Regions from separate parts of the Columba livia genome. Here region 1 is linked to region 2. Evidence: chromatin contacts called from public Hi-C data. All regions are on one chromosome and are shown on one strand. The core of a region is the stretch at or near the end of the contact, and the rest is flanking DNA. Distances in the headings are between cores, read along the strand shown. Region 1 has its middle 17 kb from the start of STK26. Region 2 has its middle 9.0 kb from the start of MBNL3.

Region 1 (2,805 bases), core at 248-2,747, 200 kb after region 2:
TGTCTGTTATTTAAATATGAATAATCACGATCATATTCCAGATCATCCAGATAGACACTATAATCCCATTACCAGAGGACAATTTCTCCCTTGCACACTGGTGCTGGAGAGCTGGGTGAGCACAGACAGGTGTGAAAGCTGAAAGGCTGGGAGCAGCCGTGCCTGGGGGAGAGCACCCCAGGAGGCGCCCAGGGAGGAACTGCAGGGCTGCAGCAAGCGGTGGCCATCCGCCTCCAGCTCCCTGCCCTGCCGGACCCACCGCAGCTGAGCGCAGCAGGATGCGTGCTGGATCCTCGGCTGAACGCTATCGCTACTTCTGCTCGGAAGCAGCCGGCATCGCACCCCCTTCTGGGCTGCCCACCCATGCCTGTGGGAAGGAAAACAGCTCAGTGAAGGTCTGCTCTGCGCTAGGGACAACGCTCTCAGCTGCTCTTACCAATTGCTCTTTCCTAATCCCAGGTAGGGTGTGACCCTACCTTCAAGAAGAAGCAAAACTGTACGATAGCTGAATCAGCTCCGGGTTGTGTAAACTACACCTCCATCACCCAGGGGGGAGACGTTCATGCTAATTCCAGTGTATGGACTCGTATGTATCCAACAGTATGTTGTTATGGTGAATTTGCAGCTCTGAAAGTCTGTGTAAATAAAATTAATATCAAAAACCTCACATGCATTAAGAAGATGCTATACAGCTTTCCCACTTATGTATAAAATAAAAGGTTGAAGGTGTAAATAATACCATTTAAAGAGCAGTATCATGAAGTTGGGCCCTAGCAGGCTGATTATCTGTTACTACTTACAGTGCATCTTATATGAGCCTAACAGGGCCCCAAACTCCCTGACTGCTGTTTTTCAGAGTACTCTCCCTACTTTTGTTCTACCTCAACAGCACAACAACAGAGCAAAAATTTGCATTGCATCCACTTTCAAATATTTTTTAAACATTTTTTCTTAAATTACCATTGGCGATGTGCAAGAATACATGGCATGTAAATAAAATAAGCCAGGAAACTATTTAGGAGCAACATCAAACCACCTTTGAGGACACTCAGAGCAAGGGAAAGCTGCATGTCAGAAGGGGCTGACGTGCACACCGGCAGGACTCTGCCTCCCTCCCTTCCCACCAGGCACTTGTACCATATTTGGTAGAGTAATGAGGGCAGAAGACCAGAAGGAGAAGCCTGGCTTGGCAGGCAGTAGATAATAAAGCCTGTTTTATATACGCTGTAATTTGTGGTCACTGTCTCAGTGAGTGCTGATGCCTCTCATTCACCCCGGGCATGCCCTTCCTCTGCCTTCCAGCCCTCATCCCACCGGGAAAGGAGCTCTGAACCACAGCTTCCAGCATGGCTGAGAGCACGAAAGCAACAGGCTAAAACAAGCCTGGATTAACAGGGGACAAAACAGACAAGAAAAGAACCTTTAGGTACCTTACAAGCTAAAGGAAAATGAAGTGCAGGCTCATGACCCGACGGGAAAGATCAGAATGAGCTGCAGTGAAGCTTGGTGCAGCTGATTTTTCTTTTGTTTTAGCCTTTCCGAAAAGGATTATCTATAACCAGAGAAAATTAACTTTAACAAACAAATAAACCTACATCCAGATGAACAGGCTGGAGAACATTCAGATAAGTGGATGTCTTCAAGTGGGCAGGGCCTCATTAATCCTGCAGCACATAACAATCTAAACACTGATGCAAGCTGGAACACAGGCAGTTTTCTTTAAGGCCTGTAGCAAACAGGAGAGGTCTTTAAAAACCAAAGGACAAACATCATGTTTGTCTTCAGAAAGGAAACATCCAAGAAATTATCCATCCATTTGTCCAACTTTTAGCCCTAGGGTAATTCTGGAATAACATAAACAATTCTTTTTAATCCCTCCTTCACATTGTTTACCAGCCATTGAGAACAGTTTGTGCCAAATCAATCCAGCTTCCCTTTTTGATAGGCCTAATGTATGAGGCAACATCCTTCTAATTAGCTTGAGGAAACACAACAGTTAATTATTGAGATGGATATGCAACCGGCTAAAAAAACCCCACCTCTTAAAGAGCACTTGACCACCAGCAGGACAGCAAATGCTGCCATTCCACAGGAATGTCAGGTTAGCAGTTTTATTCAACAGTTTAAACAATTTCATCCTGTAAAGAAGGCACTCCAAGGATTCTATCAAAGGAGGAATGGTTAGAAAGACGTTTAGGGACACAATTATAATATAAAAAAAATTCAGCAGTTTTCTAAATGGCACAGCAACACATGCAATCCTATAAAAATTGTTAAAAGCATTCTTCTTAGAAAGGAGAAATCAATTTTGCAGTAAGGAGTAAATGACAGGGCAGCAGCATCGCAAAAAAGCTCACAAATTGTAGGAAGCCAGGAACTGAGGAGCAGCTATCCAACAATCCGTTACCACAAAAAGAAGGAGAAGCTACTAATTCTGGATGGACTTGGGAAAAGACAACTGAGAGACAAATAAGGTAATTGTGCTGACTTGGGGGTGATGCAGTCTGGCTTAGACAGCAACACACTCAGCTCTGGAGAAGAACAACAGGAATGATGAATTATTTAGAAAACATAACTTGGGAGACACAGTTGAAAGATTCAGGGTTTGTGGTTTGTTGTTTTTTTTTTATTTTCAAAGCAGAAAATAGCAGAGACAGAACTCATGTCAACATGATCAGAGGGCAGACAAGATGCTAAACAACCATGGTCCCTAGTGATGCGATGAAAGAGAAGGCAACTTAATTTGCAGCAAAATCAATTTAGGTCAGTTACTGGGGGAGTTTTCCAATTAAAGAGAATAAAACA
Region 2 (2,741 bases), core at 44-2,543:
ATGTGACCTTTAAAGGTCCCTTCCAAAGCCAACTATTCTATGATTCTATGAACACGCTGAAGTTTGTCACATTTTGAGGTGGGGAAAAAAAAGGCTTTTATTTCAATTGCGTCAAAATGCTGAATTTTGGGAATGTCCCTGGTTAGGTGATGTTGGTCCTTTTGGATGTTTGCCCTGTATTCCTGCTCCACACCAAAACATTGTGGATGTAGCCGGGAAATGCTTTTACAGAGTATATGCTCTCAGCAGGACAAATTGCTGCTGTTAAAGGTATCGAGGACCCAATAAAAATGTCTCAGGGGACTGGAAATTGTATTTTCAGCCTTGTTTTGTCTGAAATTCCAGCTTTTTCTCCTGCTTCCAGTATCTTTGCTTTCCAGTGCAGGAGCAGGAGTGGACTGCAGTGGTCCCTGCCTGCTCATCACCCACAAATTTGCCTAATCTCTTCTTAAAATATCTCCCAGTATCTTCAGCTTCCCACGGAGAGGAGTCATTGGGGGAAAGGGAGCTCCTTCACTTTTCTTCTGCCTGATCCTTCTTTATGTTGGGAAACAGGGAATGGGATTTCCCAGCTCACCAGCCAAGTTCCAGCTTCCAACCTCCTGCTGGGCCTCCGTTTTCCTCAGCTGAATGATGCTTGTTTATAAAGGCTGATTTATGATGACAGAAATGCAGATAATATATTTTTTTTAATCTCCTCTGGGAGCTAATATTAGGAAATGGTGATATAACCCCCACGCACCGATGGAGCCTGGAGGAGGTTAATGCGCTGCGATGCCATACAGCTGCTCCAAGGGCTGTATCATCGCAGTGACAACTTGTACTTACGGCTTTGTGGAGAAGAGTGGGGCTGTTAATAGAACAAGGCTGAAATCAGTGCAGGGGTATGAGAATTGGGCCCATGCTGTTATTAATGGTCGTTACAGTGCTGCATATGTGAGGCGTGAATGATAACAGGCGCGGGCTGTTTGCTTTGCTGTGTGACAGTACAACAGCAGCTTTGTTACAGCTTTGATGAGCTGTCTGTGCTGCAGCTCGGGCAAGGGCTGCTTTGCTGTCTGTAAGGAAACATCATCTCTGTTAAGGCAGAAATATTTCCCTCTGAACAACAAGAAAAGAAAAGCCGAGCAGAGGTCTTGTCAAGTGCTGTTCCACTGATAAAACAGAAAACAAGACAAAAGTTTTCTCGCTTCAAGCATGGTTATTCTCAGCAAAGAGCAGACATCTCCTATTTATTTATCTCCTCATGGTCCTGTGCTTTTTTTTGTGCCCCCAGCTGTGCGAAGTTTCAAAGGAGCTCTGGGTCTGACGATGCAGTTCCCCAAAAGACCTGTCATTGGGGATAAAGAAACCCAGCAACCGCTGGGAGAGAGAAGCAGACACCGGCCAACCAGCCGGGAAGGCTTTCCAGGATTTCAGCCGAGCCGTGACACGGCAGCGGATGCACAGCTCAGCGGGTGGGATACGCACACGGTCGCATTTTGAGGATCACGTGTTTAAGCTGTGGTGATGCAAGGAGCAGCAACCCTTCCCGGCCTCTGCTGCTCTCCCACAGTGATTAGGGCATCTTTTGAAAATCACGGGGAAAAAAAAATAGCTGAGTAATGCTTAAACAAAACATCTGTGTGTTTTGGTATGGTGGGGAATGTGCAGGCTGGCCCAAGATCAAATTTAGGGCAGTGTTTAGCTTCTGGTGAAGCCTGGCACATGCTTCTGCTTGGAGCAGTGACTCTGGAGGAAGAAATGGAGACCCATTTGGGAAAAGGAGATGCCTCCTCAGCATCAGTCACATCCTGAGTCCACTGATGACCCAGAAAGGTTTATTTAAATTGCAGGTGGACATTATTCCAATGTGATCTGAAATGCACACCAGATGCAGTGTCTGTTGATGCTGTGATCTGCAGGAAAAGGTCTCCAGGAGGGATGGAGCTGGCTGTGTTCAGAGGTGATGCTGCGATTTGGAGGGGACACACCAGGGACAGCGTATATTTGGGTTCCCCTGCATGCTGGGCATCGTTAGGAAACAATTTTTCTCCTTCTCGGATGCATCTCAGGCTCTGTGAAGTCACAGCAGAGCACTGACGGACAGAGCTGTGTCCTGTGTGTTGTTCCCCGCTACTGTACCTACTTTAGTTAGAAAAAGAGCAGCAAGGCTGGCAGAAGCTGCTCTTTGCAAATAATGCAGCAACTCAGAGTGGAAACTCTGCTTTTATGGCTCTCTTGGCAAGGCTTCCCATTTTGCCCAGGAATAGCAGTTGTTCACCCAGTTTACAACACTCAAACAGAACTCATTGTTTTTTTGATTTACCTTTTTTATTACAGCAGATATTGGATGGGGAACTAGTGAAAATAAAAAGCAGGGAAAGACCAGCCCAGCTGGTTGGCTTTTCAGTGTTCGGGAACTGCAGGAGCTCAGCACATGCTCTTCCAGTTGAACAGCACCCAGGTGCCCCCACGGATGATGCTGTTGTCTCCAGGTGTGTGGGAATGGAGGGATCTTCTTAGGGGCAGAACATGCAGGCGGGGGTGTTGGTGAGCTGGTGGGCCCGGGGAAGCTTCATGTATACATGTATTGTATATATATGTGTGTATACAGGATGTGTGCAAGTGTGGGGAGGGCTGGGTGAGAACCAGCTTGTGAGGCTGGCTCTGCACAGCTGGCAGTAGCCCTGCAATCAAAAGGGACTTTTTTCCCCTCAAGTAATCAAATGCGACTGCATTAATGCAAAGGAACAAACAGC

Evidence for each region. Hi-C and Micro-C count contacts between places; a contact is called where the count stands out from the background.
Region 1: a Hi-C map of crop shows a contact between it and region 2, with 3 times the contacts expected there. The contact joins two enhancer-like sites. A contact is called at or near these places in 2 of 2 Hi-C or Micro-C datasets (crop and liver).

What each region holds. Positions count from the first base shown.
Region 1 is chr12:7,533,589-7,536,393 of bColLiv1.pat.W.v2, forward strand. No RefSeq gene overlaps it. Among named protein-coding and RNA genes, the nearest start is that of STK26, 17 kb to the left of the region's middle. Within about 2 kb of position 1,498, at least 1 of the 3 cell types and tissues checked has an H3K27ac peak away from gene starts, as active enhancers do.
Region 2 is chr12:7,334,583-7,337,323 of bColLiv1.pat.W.v2, forward strand. No RefSeq gene overlaps it. Among named protein-coding and RNA genes, the nearest start is that of MBNL3, 9.0 kb to the right of the region's middle. Within about 2 kb of position 1,294, at least 1 of the 3 cell types and tissues checked has an H3K27ac peak away from gene starts, as active enhancers do.